Regions from separate parts of the Mus musculus genome. Here regions 2 and 3 are each linked to region 1. The links are chromatin contacts, called in public ChIA-PET and promoter capture Hi-C maps. All regions are on one chromosome and are shown on one strand. Each heading gives the region's core, a stretch centred on a gene start, on an enhancer-like site or on the middle of the called end of the contact. The rest is flanking DNA. Distances are from core to core; before and after follow the strand shown.

What was found. Promoter capture Hi-C pulls out the DNA fragments that hold promoters and counts their contacts. ChIA-PET counts read pairs in DNA pulled down with a chosen protein or histone mark.
Region 2: an RNA polymerase II ChIA-PET map of memory CD8 T cells shows a contact between it and region 1, with 90 read pairs. The contact joins the enhancer-like site here to the promoter of Parp12 in region 1. A contact is called at or near these places in 4 of 39 promoter capture datasets (the 3T3-L1 cell line, macrophages, neural stem cells and 1 more), 4 of 115 datasets of contacts at active chromatin or transcription factors (bone marrow-derived macrophages, cardiomyocytes, memory CD8 T cells and 1 more) and 2 of 9 other capture datasets (adipose tissue and liver).
Region 3: a contact with region 1 is called in a promoter capture Hi-C map of liver, with 2.4 times the contacts expected there. The contact joins the enhancer-like site here to the promoter of Parp12 in region 1. A contact is called at or near these places in 6 of 39 promoter capture datasets (the 3T3-L1 cell line, cranial neural crest, embryonic stem cells and 2 more), 1 of 484 Hi-C or Micro-C datasets (bone marrow-derived macrophages), 5 of 115 datasets of contacts at active chromatin or transcription factors (bone marrow-derived dendritic cells, embryonic basal ganglia, embryonic forebrain and 2 more) and 3 of 9 other capture datasets (embryonic stem cells, liver and pancreatic islet).

What each region holds. Positions count from the first base shown.
Region 1 is chr6:39,117,025-39,121,489 of GRCm38.p6, reverse strand. Parp12 (poly (ADP-ribose) polymerase family, member 12) reads left to right here and starts at 3,141. Exons shown (of 12, transcript NM_172893.3): 1 at 3,141-3,683. The coding sequence starts at 3,331. It overlaps 4930599N23Rik (RIKEN cDNA 4930599N23 gene), which reads right to left and starts at 3,017. Exons shown (of 4, transcript NR_045813.1): 1 at 2,670-3,017.
Region 2 is chr6:39,396,404-39,400,499 of GRCm38.p6, reverse strand. Mkrn1 (makorin, ring finger protein, 1) reads left to right here. Exons shown (of 8, transcript NM_018810.2): 6 at 1-105; 7 at 564-702; 8 at 1,066-2,679. The coding sequence ends at 1,275. Among named protein-coding and RNA genes, the nearest start is that of Rab19, 17 kb to the right of the region's middle. Within about 2 kb of position 1,954, at least 15 of the 459 cell types and tissues checked have an H3K27ac peak or open chromatin away from gene starts, as enhancers often do. A contact at or near this core is called in memory CD8 T cells, where this site is marked.
Region 3 is chr6:38,751,652-38,755,925 of GRCm38.p6, reverse strand. The region is part of intron 2 of Hipk2 (homeodomain interacting protein kinase 2); the gene reads left to right. All of the region lies in intron 2 of 4930502C15Rik (a long non-coding RNA gene), which reads right to left. Among named protein-coding and RNA genes, the nearest start is that of 4930502C15Rik, 16 kb to the right of the region's middle. Within about 2 kb of position 2,700, at least 70 of the 459 cell types and tissues checked have an H3K27ac peak or open chromatin away from gene starts, as enhancers often do. A contact at or near this core is called in liver and pancreatic cancer cells, where this site is marked.

The DNA.
Region 1 (4,465 bases), core at 1,892-4,391:
GAAAGAACTCCAACCCTGTCTGCTCCCTTGCTTTAGACATTAGGAATGTGAGTTGTCATTTTTCAAAGACAGCAAAGAGCTTCAGGGTTAAGATAGAACTTGAGTAGGAGAAAATGCTACAGAAATGGCTACTCTCACCGAGAGTTGGCTTCTTTCTCCATTAAACTGTGGAGGAGATGCTGCATGCTTTTAGTAAACTTCCAGAGCTCTGAAAAGGTTCTAGGATTTGCCAGCTTCTTCACTGCTTTTGTGGAAGGACCCACCATTTTACTGACGCTGCCTTTTCAGCCAGTCATGGTACTAAAACGGGGGAATGTTTATGGAAGAGCACTTGTTTGACATCCAAGAATGAAAATAATAAGGTATTACTGCAAAGCAATATCAAAAGTACAAGTAAACAGTTAAATGGCTAAACTAAATAAAAATATTTATCAAAATATCAAAACCATGGAAAATAGTCCAAGAAAATGAATTGCCCTCCACCTCACCTCTAATCCATTCTCATTTGTCCTTGTTAACAATCTAGTTTTAATTTTTTTAAGATTTATTTATTTATTTAACGTATATGAGTACACTGTCACTCTCTTCAGACAGAGCAGAAGAGGGCAGCAGATCCCATTACAGACCGTTGTGAGCCACCATGTGGTTGTTGAGAATTGAGCCAAGCCAGCTCAGTCGGTCAACAGGTTTTCTAGGGCAGGAGTGAGGATTAAAAAGAAAAAAGACAATTAGACAACATTGTAGCATGACCCAAGCCAGTTCTGAGGCAGGTTTATTTTTTCCCAATCAGATTTTATACCATTTTATTTACATGCAAGTAGTAAGGTCAGGCAGTACAATAAACACAAATAGTCAAGGAGCAAGCAAGGCAGTAAACACAGTCCCGTGATCACCATTCCTAAGGGCTGATCAGGAGGACCAAGATATCGGAGCCTACTTCCCCATCCTAACCCAAAGTCAGATTCATCTGCGGTGTGGGGTGGAAACAGGGTTTCTCCCTGACTGTCCTGGAACTCAACTCTGTAGACCAGGTTGGCCTCGAACTCAGAAATCCGCCTGCCTCTGCCTCCCAAGTGCTGGGATTCCCAAGTGCTGGGATTAAAGGCGTGCGCCACCACTGCCTGGTCCAAAGTCATATTCATGCCTGAAGCCTACTTCCCTGTTCTAGCCTAAAATTAGATTCCTGCCTGAGTTTACTTCCTTGTAATGGCCCAATGTCAGATTCCTGTCTGAAGCCCATCTCCTTGTCCTTGGCCAATGTCCTGCCAAGTGGCCCGAAAGTTCTCCACAACTCATGACCTCTGGAAAAGCAGTCAGTGCTCTTAACTGCTGAGCCCCCAAAATCTAGTCTTTATACTCATTTTTTTTTTCTTTTTTGAGAAGGGTTGCTGCTGGGAAATTGAGCCTAGTGTTGTATGTGTTGTATGTTTATACAGTCTACCACTGAGTTTCTGGCCCAGCCTGCTGTCTTTTTTTTTGTGGTGTGTGTGTGGTAGGATGTCATTTCTCAGGAGCTTTCCGCCTTTTTTTTTTTAAGTTTATTTATGTATATGTATGTGTGTGCCACAGCACACATGTGAAGGTCAGAGGACAATTTTGGGGGTGTGGGGTGTTTCTCTCTCCATCCCCTTTTACCTGGGTTTTGGGGATCCACCTCAGGCTGGCAGGCTTTGGACAGCAGGTACTTTTCTCTGCTAAGCCATCTCTCCAGTTCCCGCCTTATTTTGAGACAGAATCTCTCACTGGGTTCCAGGGTTTGCCAATTGGTCTACTCTAATCCCATTTTATTACATTTTTGTAGTAATACTCCCCCCCCCCCCCAGCACACACCTTCCTAAGGATTGAGCCCAGGGGCTATACCCTCAGTTGCTCTTTTCTGTAGTATTTTATACTTAGAATAAAATTTTATTCATTTTAAATTAATTTTCTAAGCACTCACCTCCCAATTTTCAGCCTTCACCTTTCCTTTTTCCACTTTCCTAGTACCTCCCACACTCCACTGTGACCAAAGTGTTGGGTTTGCTTCATGCTCACTCAAAAACATCCTACTGTGTACACTTTCAAATCCAGACTGGACTAGAACTCAGAGATTGCCTGCCTCTGCCTCCCAAGTGCCGGGATTAAAGGCGCCTTCACACCTGTCGTGCCTGGTGTCTGAAGCGTCCAGAAGAGGGTGTCAGATCCCTCCTGGAACCAGGGTTACAGGCAGTTGTGAGCTGCTATGTGGGTGCTGGGAACCCGGCCGAGGTCCTCTTCCAGAGCAGTGCGGCCGCTTAACCTCCGATCAGCCCCATGGAATACTACTTGATTACAATCTTTTCTCACAACATACTAATGTCCTTCTAGGTCAAACCCAGAGAATTAACATGCTTGTTAAACTCTTGTTGTCTGAATCACCGTCTTACTGTTTCCAGTACTCCGTCCTCTCCTGTGAACATGACTTACTAACGCTTTTATTCCCGGGAGACTCCTGGAGGAAGGAATGGGGGTGCCAAAAGTCGTATTTTAATAGGTATACCCCCACACACCCCCGTTTACTTACCCCGAGAACGTTTAACTCCCAGGGTAACACACAGGAGAGTTCTTTCCGGTGAGGAATCGAACTAGGTGCATCACCTTTACTCAGAAGGGGCGAGGGAGGGAGGATCGGCCCCCTTTAAAGGACGTACCTACGCTTTCCTTCTGGAAATGCGGGATCCGCTACAAAAGCGGAGTGTCTGGCAATTCGGAGCGACTGTTTCCGTTTGTTCCGGGGTGCGGTGGGACCGGGTCCGTCGTCCCCGCTTCCGAGGCCCGCCTGCTAAAGCCCGCTTTGGCTCGGGCGACTTCTGAGCCCCCCTGAGCGCGCCGGCCGACGCACCAACCGGCCGCAACCGGCCGGCGCCGTCTGGAAACTTCGCTCGGCTTTTCCGAGATCGAGGTTGCTGACTGAACCCCCCGCGGCGTCCCTCGGGCCTAGCTGAACGCGCCACTCGCCTCACAGGACGCTGCTGCCTCGAAGGGAGCGGCCACGACTCCCTCAGACGCGGGAGTCCGGCCCCGTGAGGACCCGCGCCCCGCATCTCCGGCCGCGCGACGCCTCGAGGCACGCCGGGTCGCCCAGTGCGCGCGCAAGCGAGCGCGGGCCGCCGTCGAGCCGCGCGGTCCCCAGCTGGCGGCCCTAAGACAAGGGCGCCGGCTCCTCAGCTGCGGCCCGAGGGCGTGGCAAGGCCCCACGGCTCCTGTTTTCCCGGCCGGAGCCCGCTTTCGGTTTCGTTTCCTTCCAGCGAAACAGTGGGGCCCGGCCCGTGAAAGGCGCCGCCGTCCGTGCTAAGCCTCAGTCCGACGGCCATGGCCCAGGCCGCGGTGGCAGTGGCAGAGGTGACCCAGCTGCTGTGCGCGGCGGGGGGCGCCTTGGAGTTGGCGGAGCTGCGGCGCCGCTTGCGAACCAGCCTGGGGACCGACGCGCTGGAGCGGCTGCTGCGGGACTGCGGGCGCTTCGTGGTGGCCTCGCGGGCGGTCGTGGCCGTGGGCGCGGGCCGGGAGGCCGCGGCGGCAGCCTCGGAGCGCTTGGTGCTGGCCGTGTCGTCGCTGCGTCTGTGCCGCGCGCATCAGGGCCCCAAGCCGGGCTGCACCGGGCTCTGCGCGCAGCTGCATCTCTGCAAGTTTCTCATCTACGGCAACTGCAAGTTCCTGAAGACCGGGTAAGGACGCCAACGGTGGGCTTGGGCGGATGCTCCTGGCCCTCCACTCTCGGACCTCCACCCTCGTCCCGTGATTGGGGCAGACCGCTAGGTGACAGTTCCTCAGCCTCGCCTGTCCTTCACTCTCAAGAACGTTTATTGATCACCTACTTAGTGACTGGCAGTGTATGGTGGACTAGCACAGATAGAATGTGGTGCCAAGAGGGACACCTGAGCATGGCAGTATGGCCCCCAGGAGGGAAGCTGGTCCTCAGGGCTGCTTTGAGGAGCAGGCAGCAAGGCTTGCTGTCCCAGCTGTAAGGAGGCTTTGGAAGTGCCACTCAACTTCTGTTTGTCTGTTTACAAGCCGAAATTCAGAATTTCAAGATCCATAGAGAGTTCCGCTCTCCTCTAGCCACAGACCTTCCTGGGTGCCTTTCTACACCCCCACCCCCCACCCCCCACTTTGTTTCATTTAGGTGGCAGAGCCCTGTCTGGAATGCCCTTCCTGGTTTGCTTTTTTAGCGCCTCGGGCAGGAGCTGAAAGATTTTTCGCTTTTTTGAGCTTTCTCTAACTCTTCCACAACACACTTTATGTCCTTATTAGTCTGGGCTGCTCTCTGCTTGCACCTGCAAGGTGATTAGTGAAATCTGTTTATACTGAAGAATTTGGGCCTCACCTTAAAGGTGATAAGGCCTGTTGAATGTCAGCTGTGAGGTTTGTGTTTTAGGAAGATGTCTTGGGTAATGATTCGGGGATGCTGGGTTAGGAGAGGATGTTGGAGACTTCATGCTTCGAATCT
Region 2 (4,096 bases), core at 705-3,204, 280 kb before region 1:
CCCCGAATGCCGGATCACATCTAACTTTGTCATTCCAAGTGAGAACTGGGTGGAGGAGAAAGAAGAGAAGCAGAAACTCATTCAGAAATACAAGGAGGCCATGAGGTATGAGCAGCCGGGCTCGCTCGGATAGTGCGGTGCTGCCTTTGCTCTCCTACTACCTACCCACCCTTTCCTTACTGCATAGGATAACTGCTTGCCCAGTGTGTGTCCTGCTTTAACTTAAACACAGTCCTTGGTGTATGCCGAGGGATCTTTACAGTGAAGTCTCCACTCTAGCTAAAGCCTGCGCAGGGATTCCAGCTCATTCCAGGTCATGAGAGTCAAGGCTTAGGAATTCTTGTGCTTTGTGATTATTCTAAAAGATTTTCAGTTGGTGTTAGTGCTGGTAAACCATGCACATTTAAGCAGAGACGTTTCTAGTCAGTGTTTGGAGCACGTGTTTCTAAGAACACAATTTGCGGGGGGCTGTGCTCTGCCCCTGTTAAAGAGAAGCCCCTGATGCTAGTCGATACGGGCCTGAAGTCCACTGTGAATAAGGGTTGCGATATTTTCCTTTCCAGCAACAAGGCGTGCAGGTATTTTGATGAAGGACGTGGGAGCTGCCCATTTGGAGGGAACTGTTTTTACAAGCATGCGTACCCTGATGGCCGTAGAGAGGAGCCACAGAGACAGAAAGTGGGAACATCAAGCAGATACCGGGTAACTCTCACTCTTTTTTTAAAGGAGGGGAAATCGCACACTGTCAGTTGAGACCTGCACATATTGGGGTAGGGGAAAATGACACTCAGGTGTGGGGGTGTGGGGGAGACTAGAGTAAAAGAGTCAGACTTCAGAAGATGGAAGGGGTAGGAAAGAAACAGTGTTCAAAAGCCCTAGCCTAACATGTTGGCTACAAATAGCCAAAGGGGAGGCACTGGCAAGGTGGACTAAGGGAGACCTCTGGTCCGCCATGCACTCCCTCCCTCCCTCCCTCCCTCTGTGCCACACGGTTTACCTGATGAGCAACAGGATAGAAGACACTGCTTGACAGTGCCACCCCTATCATGGCCTTGTTTCTTACAGGCCCAACGAAGGAGCCACTTCTGGGAGCTCATTGAGGAGAGAGAGAACAACCCCTTTGACAACGACGAAGAGGAGGTTGTCACCTTTGAGCTGGGCGAGATGTTGCTTATGCTTTTGGCTGCAGGTGGGGACGACGAGCTGACAGACTCTGAGGACGAGTGGGACTTGTTTCACGATGAGCTGGAGGACTTTTATGACTTGGATCTATAGCAGCGTTGCGTGGCGCGGGCACTGGTCTGCGGAGCCTCAGACAGTAGCTGTCCCCTGTGCTGTGTGGCAGTGCGTGTGGCTCTCCTAGGCAGGCCTCTCAAACTCCAGGTGCTGTGATCACTTCCCAGGGCCTGTTCCTCTACCCTCACCTCCCCCAAGAGTGTGTTGTTTTCTCTGTTTCAAAAGTTACAAAAATAAATCTTAAAGTTAGTTTTTTGTAACATGAATTTAACTGTCAGACAGTTAGTGTAGGTTTGTTGCGCCATCTGTCCTCAGCCAGGTTGTGTTCATGGACTTTGCACACTCATTCTGAGACCCCTTTGAGGTTCAAAGGAAAAAGCACTGATTGCTTTGGGGTCCAAGGATAGGGGCAATTGGGAAAAAAGGGACCTAAGTCGCTCTCTGCGCTAGATGTGGGAGGGCTCCCCGAGGTTTCTGGGAGATCTGCACCTTCATGGTTTAGAGCTGTTCCCTGCCCTGTAATCCCCTACATGTGCTTGTCCTGTGGGTTTGGGTTCTTGTTCAGTTGCACGCAAGAAAGACTACTGGGTAACCAGAACCAGGTGCAAATGTGTTGAGGTTAACCTGAGAAAAATGTAAAAACACAGGGAGGATGCAGTGGCATTCCATCAGCGCAGAGCTGGCAGCTAACTCCCAAGGGTCGATGGACTTGGTGGGCGAGCACGAGCGAGCATGTGAGCAGCTTCCTTCCCATCTGTGCATAGGTGCAGTATTCTTAGCTTTAGTGGGCAGATGTGGGTTAGTGGTTTCAGCCACATGTGTCGGTAGATCTTAAAGGACCAAGCAGTATGTCAGTAGTTGTTAACGTAGCAGTAGCTGTCTGTCTGTATGCTAGAGAAACGAGATCAGCTGTAGAGGTTAAACGACCTGCTTGTCCCCCTCTCAGTACAAGCTGGGTCTTGGACACACTGATGTTTTGAATGTTTTACAGTCTAGCCTTTTCAGTCAGGCACTTTTTGGAAAAAACTTTGTCCTCATTTGAGGGGGCCTGTTGTGAGGTTCTGTGCTTGTTTTTGTGGGTATCTGCCTCATTCCATCCCTGAGCTTTGACAGGAAGACAGGTGGATTCCAAACTGAGGTGCTGGTTGTACTAGAGGTATCTGTCGGTTTGCAGAAGTAATGAACCCTTCCCCACCGAAGAAAAGGGAGGGTGCGGCCACCCACGAGGCAAGCAAAAGTTAAGTTGCTAAAATTCCTTGGCGGGAATTTCACCTTTGCATTTTGTTGCTCTCTTTCCTGAAATAACGTGGGAGATGCTCTGATCTGTCCTCTGCTTTGCTTCCGCGGAACTCACCCAGTCTTAAAAACACATCATCATTGCAGAGGCCTCTGTATTTTGCAGCTGCCCTTTTGTAAGAAGCACTTTTCCCAAATAAAACGATTTAAAAAAAAAAAAAAAATTGGTCTTGTGTGATGACCTGGCTTCAGAACTACAGATGGCAGAGTTGCTCATATCGTTCTTAATCATGTGTAGATTGGCTAGAAGTGGGCCTCTTCAAGATGGCCAGGCTGCCTTCATCCACAAGTTCACAGTCTCTCTCCTAGTAATAAGTGCTTGCAGTGAGGCCTGGTTCAGTCGGGCTCCTAAATAAGACAGGTGATTGGGAACTTGAAAGACTAATCTTTTTGTTTTGTTTGTTTGAGTCAGGATTTCTCCATGTAGCCCTGGCTGTCCTGGAACTCACTGTGAAGACCAGGCTGGCCTCGAACTCAGATCCTCCTGCTTCTTCCTTCCTAAATGCTAAGATTAGTGCTGTTCAGCACCACACCAGGCTTAAAAGTGTAATTTTTGCAAGATTTATTTATTCACTTTTTTTTTTTTTTTTTTTTTTGAGACAGGGTGTGTCTGTGTTCCCCTGGCTATCCTGGAACTCATTCTGTAGACCAGACTGGCCTTGAACGCAGAAATCCGCCTGTCTCTGCCTCCCAAGTGCTGGGATTAAAGGCGTGCGCCACCACGCCCAGATTCACATTTTTTATGCACATCAGTGTTCTGTTTTCATGCTCACTAGAGAGCATCAGATCCCATTACAGATGGTTGTAAGCCACCATGTGGTTGCTGGGAATTGAACTCTGGAAGAGCAGCTGAGCCATCTTTCTAGCTCCTCCAGTTAACATTTTTGAGACAAATCTCACTGTGGAGTTCAGACTGGCGTCAAACCAAACCCATAGTCATATCCTTTAGCTTCCAAGTTGCCCAGGTAAATTTTTTTCAGATTTATGTGTGGGAATATTTTGCCTGTATGTCTGTCCCATGTTGCCTGTAACTGCAGCTTGTAGGGGATCCAGGACTCTGGACAACTGCATTTGTATACAAACCCGCATACAACACAAACTCAAGTAAAGTCTTATTTAAAAACCTATCCGAGCTGGGTGGTGGGCTACACACCTCTAATCCCAGCACTGAGGGACAGAGACGGGCTTTTCTCTTGCATTTGAGGCCAGCCTCGCCTAGAGATGTGAGTTCCAGGACAGCCAGGGCTACACATGGAAACCCTATCTAGAAAAAAATAAAATAAAATAAAAAAATCCAGAGTTCAGTCCCCAGCAAAAAAAAAAACACGTGAGACCATGCCATAGGTTTGGGGTTGGGCGGAGCCGGGGCACTTCCTAGTGGAGGCTTTGGTCATCACACAGACCCTGTTCATCAGCTTCTCAATCTTCTCATGGTTGTTGACTGGGAGGAACAGCATGCACGGGGTACACATGAAAAGACAAAAGTTCACACACCAAATACCTCACAAGTCAGTCAAGAGCCTCGTGTGATTTTTTTTCTCCCCCTCTTCCATGGCAGAAAGTT
Region 3 (4,274 bases), core at 1,451-3,950, 370 kb after region 1:
CTCTGTTTGTGTATTCTTTTTTGTTTGTTTGTTTGGTTGGTTGGTTTGGTTTGTTTGTTTGTTAGTTTTGAGACAGAGTTTTTCTGTGTATCCCTGGCTTTCCTAGAACTAGATTTGTAAACCAGACTAAGCCTTCAACTCAGAGATCCACCTGCCTTTGCCTCCCAAGTGTTGTCATTAAAGGAATGTGCCACCACCACCAAGCTGTATTCTTTGCTTTGTTTTACCTACCCTAGTACATACAAACAAACTGCAAGGCTAATGTCAGAATCTACCTTAGAAATCTGAGAGCTGGCTTCAGTCCACCAATACTACTGCCTTTGTGTTATATTCAGTTTGTGTCCCAGAGTCAACTTTTTCTTCCATATGTAAGCAACAGAACTAGAGTTTGATTTTGATGGTGTCCTTGGCAGAAGTGTAGTAGCCCTAGGAATCAAGGATTAGCATAGAAAATACATGTGTATTAGTGCACACTTGGAAAAAATCTCATTCAGAGCTAAGAGGCTCACTGCCAATACAAATAAAAATAGCTACCCCTCTGGTCCTAACATTGTGCTGGAAATGGCCAGTGAGATCAAGAAAGCCAGCGTCCTTTGGAGACTGTCCCAGTGTGGCATGAGACAGATGTCAACATGTAGACCAAACTGTGATTAAGTCACCTTCCCATATGGACACAAGGCTGTTTCAATGTCTTGAGCATTTTTATTGGTGATAGCCAAAACCAGTTTTCAGCGAGGGTCTCGAAGGTCTTAATCCTCATCATCACAGTTTTATGAGCATTGAGCAGTGGCCCCAGATCCTACATGGAGATCTCTGCTTTGTGTTTTCTCTGTCTGCTGTATCAAGCTGTTACCTAAAGGCTAAGTAGGGTTTCCTCAGCTTCCCTTCTGGACTCAAAACCTACTATCAATCTCTGCTGTGATGGTTCTTCAGCTCATTAGAGCTGGAGAGTGAGGCCAAAGTTCAAGGTTTCCAGCAGTTGAGTTGGTTCCAGGCATGGCTCCTTATAAACTCACATAACGGGAGGTCCAGGTGGATATCTGCCAGTGTTTAGATCTTAGACCCTCACCCATGGGTTCCTCTTACCTTCTACTCATCCCCTTAATCAAAGACAAATCAGTTCCTCCCCTACCTGGTTTGCTGAAGAAGTTGTATCTTTTTCAAAACTAAATCCCTGGTTGGCCTGAGACTACCCAGGCCTGCATCACTGTTTAAATCCCCAGTTGGGCCGCCCTGTGACTTCCTGGACACAGTTTGAACTCATTTCTACGGATGCTGGACAGTTCTCCTGGCAGCCTTACCTGTGATCCAAGAATATTCATCCTGAGTGGTACCCTAAGGTGTTCTCTAGTCTTTACCCTGAAGGCTGTTTTCTACATGAGCTCTCGTTCCTCTCAGATTTGCCTTCTCCTTCAGATTTCTGTTGCTATTTTTTGGGCCCTATGTGGCTTTGATGGAGTCCCATGCCTCCATTCCAGGCCACCAGTCTCAGCAGTGGCTCAGAACTCATGGCAGCATTGCCAAGTCTCCTTAGTATTGCAATAGAAACATAAGATTTAACAACCCATCTGAAATACAATTTTACATTTTGATTGCTTCTGCCCCAGCCATATCGAGGTTACTTTCAATCTGCATATATTTGTGGGAACAGACTTCTTCACTGCAGTTCAATTTGAGTACACCTTATAATATCAGTGATTATAAAATACCAGGGACTAATAGAGTTTCTTGCTTCCAAGGAGTTCAAACTGCTTTATAATTCTACTGGCCATAATTTATCTTCATAAGTTACTATACAGACAAGAGGAAAAAGTGAGATTAATAATCACATTTTATAGAGGGTAAAATAAAACTTGGAGAAATTGAGTAGCATTTTCCCAGACGTGCTCAGCTCTCCCCAGGCTCTCTGAATGGTCTGCAGGCTGAACACTTACATCAGAAATGCATGTGAACCTTGCCCTTGCTCTGTCATAGACTGTGGGCAAGAGCAAGATACTTGACTCTGGGCCAGTGGTTAGCCAAGGACACTGGAATGAGCAGGGTGTGTGCCCAGCTCCTGCAGCACAGACCTCTGCTACAATGAATGTTGTGAGTACACACAGGGTCAGCTCCTCGATTAGATCCTCAGACCTCTTCCCTGGGTTTTGTTCCCAGGGTATCACTCTGGCATCTCAACTACCATATTGATAGGAAGACTACCCGAAGGGCAGAGCAGGGCAGGGCAGGGCAGGGCAAGTGCTGCCTTCAGTCCCTGCCTTGTAGCTCTGTGAATGCTATTGCCATCTGCATTAGACCAAATAAGTAGAAGACGGGTTATAGGAGGGAGCTCTGCTTCTACAGTGAGATGAGAGGTCTGTGGCTGTGACTTCTAATGTGAAGAAAAAAGGGTGTCTTTCACATGAGGAGAAGGAACGATGGGTTGGATCCAGAGCACCAAAAAAGAACACCAGAAAAAGGGTATTCTTTTTGTTTGATTACTGCCATATAGATTAAGTCAGATAATAGGTAAGTTATTTAGAATTGCTTGATTGTCCTAGAACTTTTGTGAGGTACTTCCTGCCATGCTCTATTTAACCTTCTTTCTGGCCCCTCCTTCTAGAATGAGGTATATGGCCAGTACTTAAAAAATACTAGGATTGGACCCATGTGCACTGGGCTCCTGGCTGCAGTCTTCACACCTCTCTTGGAAGCCAGCCTCTGCAGGGTCACGTGGTCTAGACTGATCGAAGAATAACTTATTCCTTATGTGCACTGTCAAGAGAGCAGTGGAGCTAATAACAAAGCTTCAGTCACTGATGTGTTGAAAGTGACAGTTGTTTTTCTAACCTCCCCTAGAAAATGGAATGTATGGTATCTTATGAGGGTCACATTGGAAAGGAATAATCACTCTCTTTCTTAGGTGCAATTTTGTCTGACACTTCATGTATGTGTTTAAAGTATTTTTGATGCCCCAAAATAGTAGTGAGAGTCTTTAAAATGGTTGCATGAGGTGGCACCATGGCAGTGTAAGTATAGAGCAGCTGTCAGCTGAGTGATCTGCAGAACAGAGATCCGTGTACCCAGGGTCCTTCTTGTACTGGCACAACTCTGAGGACAGAAACAACCTCCATGGAATGTGCCCTCAAGCCTCCTAAATCTGGAAGAGCCAAAGCAGAGTGTCTCTTGTCACAGTGTTGCCAAGGTGATGTCGCCAGCCTCCAGAGGGAGCTGCTGGGTGCTGCTGTTGGCACAGTTGTCCCTTCTAGAAAGGTATATGGGACCGTCCACAGCCTAAGCACTGGTGCTACAGCAGTGACATGGGGGAGGAGTACTCACTGCCTTGTGCGTGGAGGCTACCCCTGCCTTGCCAGGTACAAGGTTAGCTCAGACCTCTCAGCTCTTGTCTTTCCTCGCCCAGCTTGCCCTTCTTCATGTAATATGTACACGTTCCATGTAGTATACCTGCGCTGTCTGCATGAAGCTGCCTCTAACTAGATAGTGACCTCCAAGGGCCCCCAGGCTTTGCTTTATTGTTTGCTCCTGAGCCCCAGCATAGTGCCTGGCACATAGTGACACTGAATGGCTAAACATTTGAATAAGAGACCAAGTGCAGCTGAAGCCAAAGCCCAGTGTGGAGTGACCTGGTCAAATATGCCTCAGGAAAGAGTGGGCACTTCTGCAGCTACTGACAGGGAAGCTAAACACACACACACACACACACACACACACACACACACACAAAAGAACTTTAGAATTGAGTTTTGAGTGAGCCTTCATGAACTCAGAGCCTGGGAGTCTAGCATCATAGGAACAAGGTATGTACAAAATCACAGCAGAGTACACATATTTCCCCAGATTGCAGGCATCCAAAGAGAGAAGTGGGTTCTTTTCAAATAAAGTTTATCTATTATTATTAGTGCTGCGTGTGCACATATATACACCATACCATGCACATGGAGTCAGAGGACAACTTAGTGTAAATTCCCTCCTCTCACCTTTACCTAGATTCTAGGGATCAAACTCAGGTTGCTATAAATACAGATACCTTCACTGCTGAGCCTCCTCACTAGCCTGACAAGTATCTTTCTTTCCTGGGGCCTCAAACAGCTACTGAAAGAGCAGCGCCAGTGTACCTAGCTTGGAATCTAAGATAAATGAGACCCAGACCATATTCTTAGAGATTTAAAAAGAGACAGATAGGCAAATGTGTTGTTGATGGGTCAAAAATGACAGAGGTGTTGTTGTTGTTGTTATTGTTATTGTTATTATTATTATTATTATTATTATTATTATTA